Regions from separate parts of the Anser cygnoides genome. Here region 2 is linked to region 1. Evidence: chromatin contacts called from public Hi-C data. All regions are on one chromosome and are shown on one strand. Each heading gives the region's core, a stretch centred on a gene start, on an enhancer-like site or on the middle of the called end of the contact. The rest is flanking DNA. Distances are from core to core; before and after follow the strand shown. Region 1 overlaps WARS2 (tryptophanyl tRNA synthetase 2, mitochondrial). Region 2 overlaps HAO2 (hydroxyacid oxidase 2).

Region 1 (4,324 bases), core at 904-3,403:
GATTGGATTCAGAACCACATATTAATACTCAATTTGTCAGTGTGGGAGTACATACACAATCTCATCTCACTTTAGCTTCTGAATACTTCTGCGAATTAGAAGAGTTATATAGGAGCTCTGAGCCTCGAAAATGGAAACATTTCACTACTTACCCTTGGGATCTTTCTGCACAGGAACTGAAATATTGACACACACCTAGGTGGGATTACCCCCCTCTGAAAGCTCAATAAGAAGCACTTACATTACCTTCTAATGTGTACTGTAAGGCTCCAAACCCCTCATCTATAAACTAGTTAATGTAAACAAAACGGTTCTACTCTGTACAGTTATGAAAGTGCTATCTAAATACAAATGGAGCATTACAGGGTTTTATCTGCCTGGTTATGAAAAAAACATCAATATCCTGGGTAGTGGTTTGTAACGTGACCTACACACAACACCATGAAAACTGAGGAAACCCGTATCAGTGGTCCCTGCACACAACACTAACTCTTTATTTAGACATTGTACAGATATCACTGAAACTATTGGATCAACTTCACCTTTGCAATGCTTGTGACAGCTTCAGGCAGTGGAAGCAAGCCCTAGCATAATTCAAAAAAACCTTGAGGTTAAAAGTTAAAAACAGACATTTGATTTCTGGTAGCAACCATATATATGGTTCCCCTTCTTTCTTCCCCTTGTAGTAAGAAGTTCAATATACTCTCAAGGTAGACAATACTCTACAGTCCAGTAGATGAAATAGATTTGCTTGATACAACACAAAATGATAAAATTTCCTACATGAATTGTCTGAGCAAGGGACTCCAAGAATGGTATTGTTGCAGTTACTAACAGTTAACGGCTCAAATAACCAGAAGGAAAACAATTTCAAATCACTACTTACAAACTCAGCAGAGCTCAAAAAATAAATGATCTAAGGTGACATAACTGACTTAAAGTTTAGGGGTTTTCTTCACTTCAGCTTCTGATTCTACTGTAATTTGAGTCAACTCCATAAAATGCTTGTTCATCTAACCCTAGAGTCCCAGGATAAACCACAACTTGTGTCATGGAAAAAGTAATTGTTGAAGGTCTAGAATAGCACTTGCCGTACTAGTAAATGGAAATTCTATCTGCTAAAGAAACAGCATTAAAACAAGACCCCCCTCTGCAGTCTAGAGACAGAGGTGATCCACTACAGACTGCACAATTCATGATGTTTGTCCAATATATGCACCAGAGAAACATACACAGAAATTCAACATCCAGGATTGCCAGTGTAGCATCTTTCATTAAACTCACTCTACAAAAACAAGTTAATAAAAACAGAAGTCTCTCAAGAGAAAAAACAGGCTCAGCCAAGAGACTCAAAGCAAGGGCCAGAGGGGGAAAGAATGGTGGGACTCTACCCAAGCCCTGCCAAGATGCCAGAATAAAGGGCTGTTTCCTGCTAAAACAGTCTACATTTGCCAGACTTTATTGTTAGAATTCCATTATGGAAATGAATAGGGCCAGTTCACGCCTCAAAGATGCTTCATTTCTGTCTACAATGGGGGGCTCTCTCTTCTGTAGCTACAACAGTGGCCAAAATTCGCTACAGACGAAGCATTAAGCAAGGCAGATTAGGGAAGTCTCTCTCCAACTGGAAATTCTAATAACTCTGTGTAGAAATTTGAGTTCTCCCAAACTCAATGAAGACTCGAGAAATATATATTCTCACTGCATACTAATTTCCTTTCACCTTTGAAAATGGTACACAAGATAATGGTTTCATTCTGGCATACAGAACACCTTCAATACTATCTAAAAGATACGGTAGTTTTCCTAAATGCAAATTACTTAGCGATTAAAAATAAAACAAATGACTGATTAGGAAAGAATTCATTAATTTCCAACCTGGATAAAATATGCTAAAGGTTTAATCCAGAGGCTGAAACACACTGCTAAACCCAATTGATTTCAAGGGCAGTTGGGTAACCAAACCATGAGCATCTGCGCCCATCAGCAATAGTCAAAAAGTTAACATTTAAGAAAATGAGAAATTAAAATAAATAAATTCAGTATCAATTTCTGTGCTGGAATCCACATAGAATCCACTCCTATTTGCAAGGTACTTCTCATGTCTCTTAGATCTCTTCTAAAGGTCCTGTAGATTACAACATATTGAACAACCTCATACTGGACACCAGGCCATGGCACAGGTTTTTGCTATCAAATAGACATTTGTATTTCCAGCTTTTTTCTCAGTTAAAAGCACTTCGCTGCCTCCAACCTTCATGCACTCTAGAAGAAAGACATGCTACACCAGGGACTGCCACAATCATAAATCCAAGGCAGGCACTTAAACTCTCTGCTCATCCATCAATCTCAGTACACGAGTGCCTGGATGGTCGTTCTGAAGTTGACCTGCTGCAGTAACCTGTGTACAACCACAGCTTGTTATGTGTATCTGGGGACTAATTTCATTAATGATTAACAAAGTGATCCCTATGTAACAGCAACAAATTCAAGTTGGGAACATGGTCTCCTTTAAAGAGTTTGCATTTCGTTTAAAACAAAGCTGAATGATACTAAACATCGAGCTCTAGCTTCCACTACAGTTTTAACTTCAGTCTTCGATATCCGTAAGGACTGGGGCCTCGTGCTTTCAGTTACTGCCTTTCTCCCTAACTCATACAGAAACTATAGCTAAAAATATTCAAGATTAAATCTGCAATTTGGGAAAAGACATTTTAGCGGTTCTCTCTAAAATAACCCTTCAATTTTTATCTTTAATGCCTTTTTCACAGCAATCTTCATTAAAAAAATATGAAACATGACCAATCAGTAACATAACCAGCACACTAACAATGGAGTGATCAGGTGGCCTGAATACAGAAAGAACAATACTTCATCAAAAAATGAATCATATTTCATCAACACCAACTAGTTTGAAGATCTTCTAAAGTACTAAGAATGCTGGCATTCACAGAGGCCTAACAAAGTATCAAGAGACCAGAGAAGGACAAATGCCATTCCTGTCTCCAAAAATACAAGAGATGAGAAAAGAAGCAGCCTGGAAGGTAGTCTGCTTAGCATAAATTCTCAGTGAACAAACCCCATTTTTTGTAATTCCCTGGAACATAACTAGAGGGGAAAAAAACAATAGCAAACACAGACTTCTTAGGAGCAAAGCATGCCAGACTGAGGAGTCTAACCTTGGCCTCAGGAAGCTGCCACAGCAGAGGAAGAAACAGTAAGTGCACCTTGATTTTAGCACCATCTTTGGTCACAAACTGTGACCAAAAAGCAAGCTAAGGAAACGGATTTATCCTGTGGCATTTTTCTGGCTGTTAACTCACGTAAAGGTACAGGCACACTCCTAACTGAGCTGCTAAGTTTACCAACATGTTGGCTAAGATTGCTTGGATTTGAAGATCTTGTTTTTGCAATGGTCCTGACTAAACATTCACCAGGGATGTTTTCTGTGCAGCACTCTAAAAGAGGCAGAAGCAGTATCCTTGGGATTGCTGGACTCAAATCAATCTTTTCTCTGTATGACCTGAACAGTGCCTGACAGACTCACTGTCCTGAGTTTCGTTATAGCTAATCCAAATTTGAGTGCAAGCAAAAAAATAAAAAAGGGCTGAATTCTAATACCAAAGATGAAAGTATTTTGTATTAAAATAAGACATCCCTTGTGGCTAGAAGAAGCAGTTCTGTATCACTGAGAGCTAAAAGAAAATCCACTTTCCAGTGAAGAAGAATGCTGCTAAAGTTGGTACGAGATGGAGGTTGTAGGCTATCAAAGCACACAGCTTTAGCAGAGACAATACCACCTCTGTAACAGATCATATGTGAAGGCCAGGGAAGGCTTACGCATAGAAGAGGGAAGATCAGGGTAGGAGAAAAAGAAGCAAAATGGAAAGTTCGTATTTTCTTTAAAAGATGCTCTCAGAAAGAAAAACCATAGAGGTATTACAGTATTCTTATAATAACAGTGATAACTGCCTGGCTATTAGAACAAAAAAATGGTGCTAAAGGCTCCTGATATCTTCAGGAAGGCCAATAACACGTAAAAGTAGGCTTTTAGGCAAAAGGATGAAATTCTTTAATGTGAGGGTGGTGAGGCACTGGAACAGGTTGCCCAGAGGATCTGTGGATACCCCCTCCCTGAAAGTATTCAAGGCCAGGCTGGATGGGACTTTGAGCAACATGGTCTAGCGGGAAGTGTCCCTGCCTATGGCAGGGGAGTTATAATTAGGCAATCTTAAAGGTCCCTTCCAACCCAAACCATTGTATGGATTCCATCTGGGTGCCTGGAAAACCAGCTAGCGGTGCATGAGAACCTATAATCAAAAGC
Region 2 (4,098 bases), core at 35-2,534, 96 kb after region 1:
TTTTTTTTTTGTAGACCCATTAGTTTCCCTCAGAGACCTGCACAAAGGTGTGATAACATGCAGCCTTCCTGGTAGAGCTACCATGTTTTCAACAGACTGAATTTTCCTCATGGGAAATGTCCTTTCGCCTCCATTCCTACTGCTTGTAGCATCAGCAGAGCACGGGACAGGGGACACTGCCAGCCCATGACTGAACCTCTCTCATCCCTTCTAACAGGTCAGTTTAGGGTTTCAATCAAACCCCAGAAAAACTGTTGCTTCCCTGGGGGGGAATGTGCAGCCTTCAGCCACTGCTCCAATGTTGTGTCCCAAGCAATTGCTTGGTTGACAAGGTGAAGCATTTTTTGGAAGGACCTTCTAATGATCTAATAGCCAAACAAAGTTAGTGTTACACAAACAGTACAAAGTTTATTGCAGGATTGATCTTTAATCTCTTGTGGTTGCTTATTGACTGCAGAAAAAATAGTACTCAGTGAAAAGACCTTCTCTGCATCCTGCTTGTAAGCTGTCTTGAAACAGAGGATCTTACCTGCTCCTGCTCTCCCTAGAATCCAACGTAAGTCTGAACTGAGCTCTGAACTGTGAGATAATGAGGACTGGGCCTGGATTAATTAAAATTCCGATTTATTCTACCATTAAAGGACTTAGTTTATCTTTTTGCGCTTCCTGACTTTGGCCTCCCTAGCAGTAGGAAAGCAAAAGTCACGGTATGTGTTTCATGGTCATGATATATGGTATATGAAAACTTGTGCTGTCAGCTGTGGTTGATGTCATGAAGACATACAGAGAAGGCTTGGGATATTTTTACCACCTGCTACCTAATGCCTGCCAGGGTAGACAAAACAACACTGAAGAAGTAAGTCACACTTCCTCTTTGTCTTCAAATGATTCTCTCATCCTTAGCTCTTTGCTAGTGGGGAATGGAGTCCTAATTTTCCAGTGTATACACAGGCATCTCAGTTAGAGAGACATATCCATGTCTGCAATTTGACAGGTTGGATTTGTGTACATAACCTATGTGTTTATCTGTGTCAGAGGCGTACAACATCAGAAACGTGGGACTGGTTTTGTTGAAGCTTGAAACCCCTGTTAATCTGCTGTGGGAGGCTAATCCTGAAAACTAGGGTATTTACTTCTTCCTGTACATTTGTAGAGAAATTAGACCAAAACCACAGCTGTTTTAAAACTTTATGCTTTCATATACCTTGAAAAATACCTATTTTAATCAGACCCACAGAAGTAATTGCAACAAACAATTTAGCAAATTGATTTTGTCTGTGTTTTGTATGTTTCCTCGCAAATGGGCACAGTTTGCTAAAACATTAATTTGCATAGTTTTTAGACCTGGCTGGATCACAAGTATGTAAGTGCAGGCATTTGATAGTCAGCATTTATGTTGGTTTGATTAGACATCTGGGTCACACAATGTCACTTCTATTCCCTGAAAGATTGAGGGTAGTTCTTAGAATCATGTTTCATGTTATGGAATTTGCTTTTTGTCAGTGTTTTCTGTCCAAACTATTTGGACATAGTTTGTCTAAATTTTCTGTGGTCCTTTTTTAGTGTGTATCAGTGCTGTAGTATGCAATGCAAACACCCAGAAGATATTTGTTACAATAGAGAACTGAAGATGTGTAGAAAATATTTTGTGTTTTTCCCCAACTCTGGCCTTGACAATGGCTTGCACTAGGAATTTGGACATAGTTTTATGACATGTTCATGCCAGAGTATGTTAGATGAAGACTCTTTACTTGCTTCTGAATTTTATGGTCTTGAATTCAGACAAGTCAGTCCATAAGTAATTGTTCTGTCAGGGAACTGTCCTAAGGGACTCTCCAGTGAATGATTTTATGGGACAGCCTTTGAGGAGAATTGGTGGAATAAATAATTCAAATAGTTTTAAGATGGAATTTGTGATGGAATTAAATGACTGCTGTGTCTTAAAATAGCAGAGGACCTAAAGTATCCTCTTCAGGCTTTTGTTCATTAAGACAGAATAAAGAGAGATAAAGAGATGCAAGCTTCTTCCTACTTTTTTTGGCTGCATCTGCCAGTTTTCATTATACTAAGGCAGAAGATGAATGGCAAAATTTGCCTGAGGTCAGATGAAATATTTATTCACATTGGGTAGTCATAGCCTGATTAAGGAGTAACTGATGTTGGAAAGAAGTTCTGATTCAAGAGGAATCTCAAGAGGCAAAAGACCAGAGTCTCCCTTTAGCTCCTCTAATTCTGGTGGAGCTTCTTGAGGTCATCACACTTGCAAGATCAAGACTTGAAATTTTAGGAAATACCCAAATAAGTATCAATCGTGTAATTCATTTGTATGGGAGACAGAATATATTACAGACCAAGTTCAGCAAGCAGTTGAATCCTGATGACTTGGATGTGTTTTTACAAGTTCTTTTAAGTCTGAGGTTGGATTAGATAACCTCCAAAAGTCCCTTATTTTTGCTAACTCTGCCATGATTCTGTGACAGCTAAGCAGGGATTTATGTCATTTTGGACTTATATTTCAAAAGGAATCAGAGCAAGCTCATCACACTGCCCTTCAGACTCTAAATTTATATGAGAGGCAGCCTTGTCAATATTTTGGGACACAAGTACAGGACATTTAGGAAGCTACGTAGATAAATTAAATGTGTTCAGGGACCAGTGTCAAGTGAAGCAGTATTACCTCAAGATTACCCTGATATGAGAGCTGCCTCTGTCATGCTCTTTATTCTCCACAGGAGTGTTTTCTAAATACTGAGGTCACTGGGTATGTAGGAGTCAGCCAAACATATTGCAGACCAGCAAGTTCTACCCTCCCAGGGATGTGTCTGGCACAGCACGTCAAGTGGCAAGGAGAAGCTTGTGGCACCACACAAAAGCCCACTGTGCATGGCACAGCATATAACCATGCTTTGAATATTGCTTACAGTCACCCCTGGATATATAATGCTGTTCAGGTATCTAGCAGCTGTAAGCTATTTACCATGGTGTTGTGTGCTGTGCTGACTGCACTTTGGAGATGGAAACTGACTGGGACACTCTCAGAAAATAGTCTCAAGAACAGGGTGGGCCACCTGGACTGAGACAACATCTCAGCAACTCTTCTGCAAGGCAGAGGGGTCCAAGGTTTGCATTAAATGCCCTTAGAGTCCCTGGAAGAGAGTGACAGTTCAGGGATCTAATATCCACTCAATGTTATTCTTTTCTTCAGGGTTCCCAGAGCATCTCTCTGCAATGGCTATGGTGTGTTTGTCAGACTTTGAAGCTTATGCTAAAAAGTATTTACCCAGGATTGCTTGGGATTTCTTTGCAGCTGGAGCAGATGAGTGTAGCACCCGAGATGAAAACATCCTGGCCTATAAAAGGTAATGTAAGGAAGAAGTTGGGGGTGTTGTGCTGGAAACTTTTAAACTATATTTGTGTGCAAGTATCTGGGCTCCTAACACCTTGCCTGTTCAAGGTGGTCTCTAGCAAAATATACTTCTCTAAATGGCATATGCTGTATGCTCTGGTGTTAGCCTGAATATGGCTGAGATTGCATGGACAAGCAAATGGTATGGTATGGTATGGTATGGTATGGTATGGTATGGTATGGTATGGTATGGTACGGTACAGTACGACAAGAAAGGGGATGAGTGGCTATAATGGAATGAGATGCAATGGGTAGCACGTAGGGAACAGCAGGAAGCCTATACATAAGTAGTATGGGATTTGGGGAATGTGCTGCAGACAGTGAGGGCAGGTACAATGTACAATGAGGACAGACATGAATGGTAGAGCGGAAGACAGAGACCTGGCACTGGGCTACAAGTAGAAGTAAACTGTTGGATGGACAATAGGAGCACAGGTGATATTAAGTATGGTAAGCTGAAGTGGGAAGTGTAGAAATTAAGTATTGTGGCCAGTGAGCAGGTGTATAGGATTAGTGATAGGTGGAAGTGGCCGAACTGCTGGCTGAATGGACCTCTGAAAGCAAAAAAAAAAAAAAAAGGAATGATGAAAAGTCTCTTTATATGTTGTTTTCTTTATTGGCTTGGATTCCTGCGTTGCAATAGGCAAATGAAGACCTAGTTTCCATGCAGCTTCAAAAGCGAAAAGCCATGG

Evidence for each region. Hi-C and Micro-C count contacts between places; a contact is called where the count stands out from the background.
Region 2: a Hi-C map of liver shows a contact between it and region 1, with 4 times the contacts expected there. The contact joins two enhancer-like sites. A contact is called at or near these places in 2 of 7 Hi-C or Micro-C datasets (both in liver).

What each region holds. Positions count from the first base shown.
Region 1 is chr1:101,262,063-101,266,386 of Taihu_goose_T2T_genome, forward strand. All of the region lies in intron 2 of WARS2 (tryptophanyl tRNA synthetase 2, mitochondrial), which reads right to left. Among named protein-coding and RNA genes, the nearest start is that of WARS2, 5.3 kb to the right of the region's middle. Within about 2 kb of position 2,154, at least 2 of the 3 cell types and tissues checked have open chromatin away from gene starts, as enhancers often do. A contact at or near this core is called in liver, where this site is marked.
Region 2 is chr1:101,358,962-101,363,059 of Taihu_goose_T2T_genome, forward strand. It overlaps HAO2 (hydroxyacid oxidase 2), which reads left to right. Exons shown (of 14, transcript XM_067004249.1): 5 at 15-217; 6 at 458-556; 7 at 3,206-3,359. The coding sequence starts at 3,229. Among named protein-coding and RNA genes, the nearest start is that of HSD3B1, 19 kb to the right of the region's middle. Within about 2 kb of position 1,285, at least 2 of the 3 cell types and tissues checked have open chromatin away from gene starts, as enhancers often do. A contact at or near this core is called in liver, where this site is marked.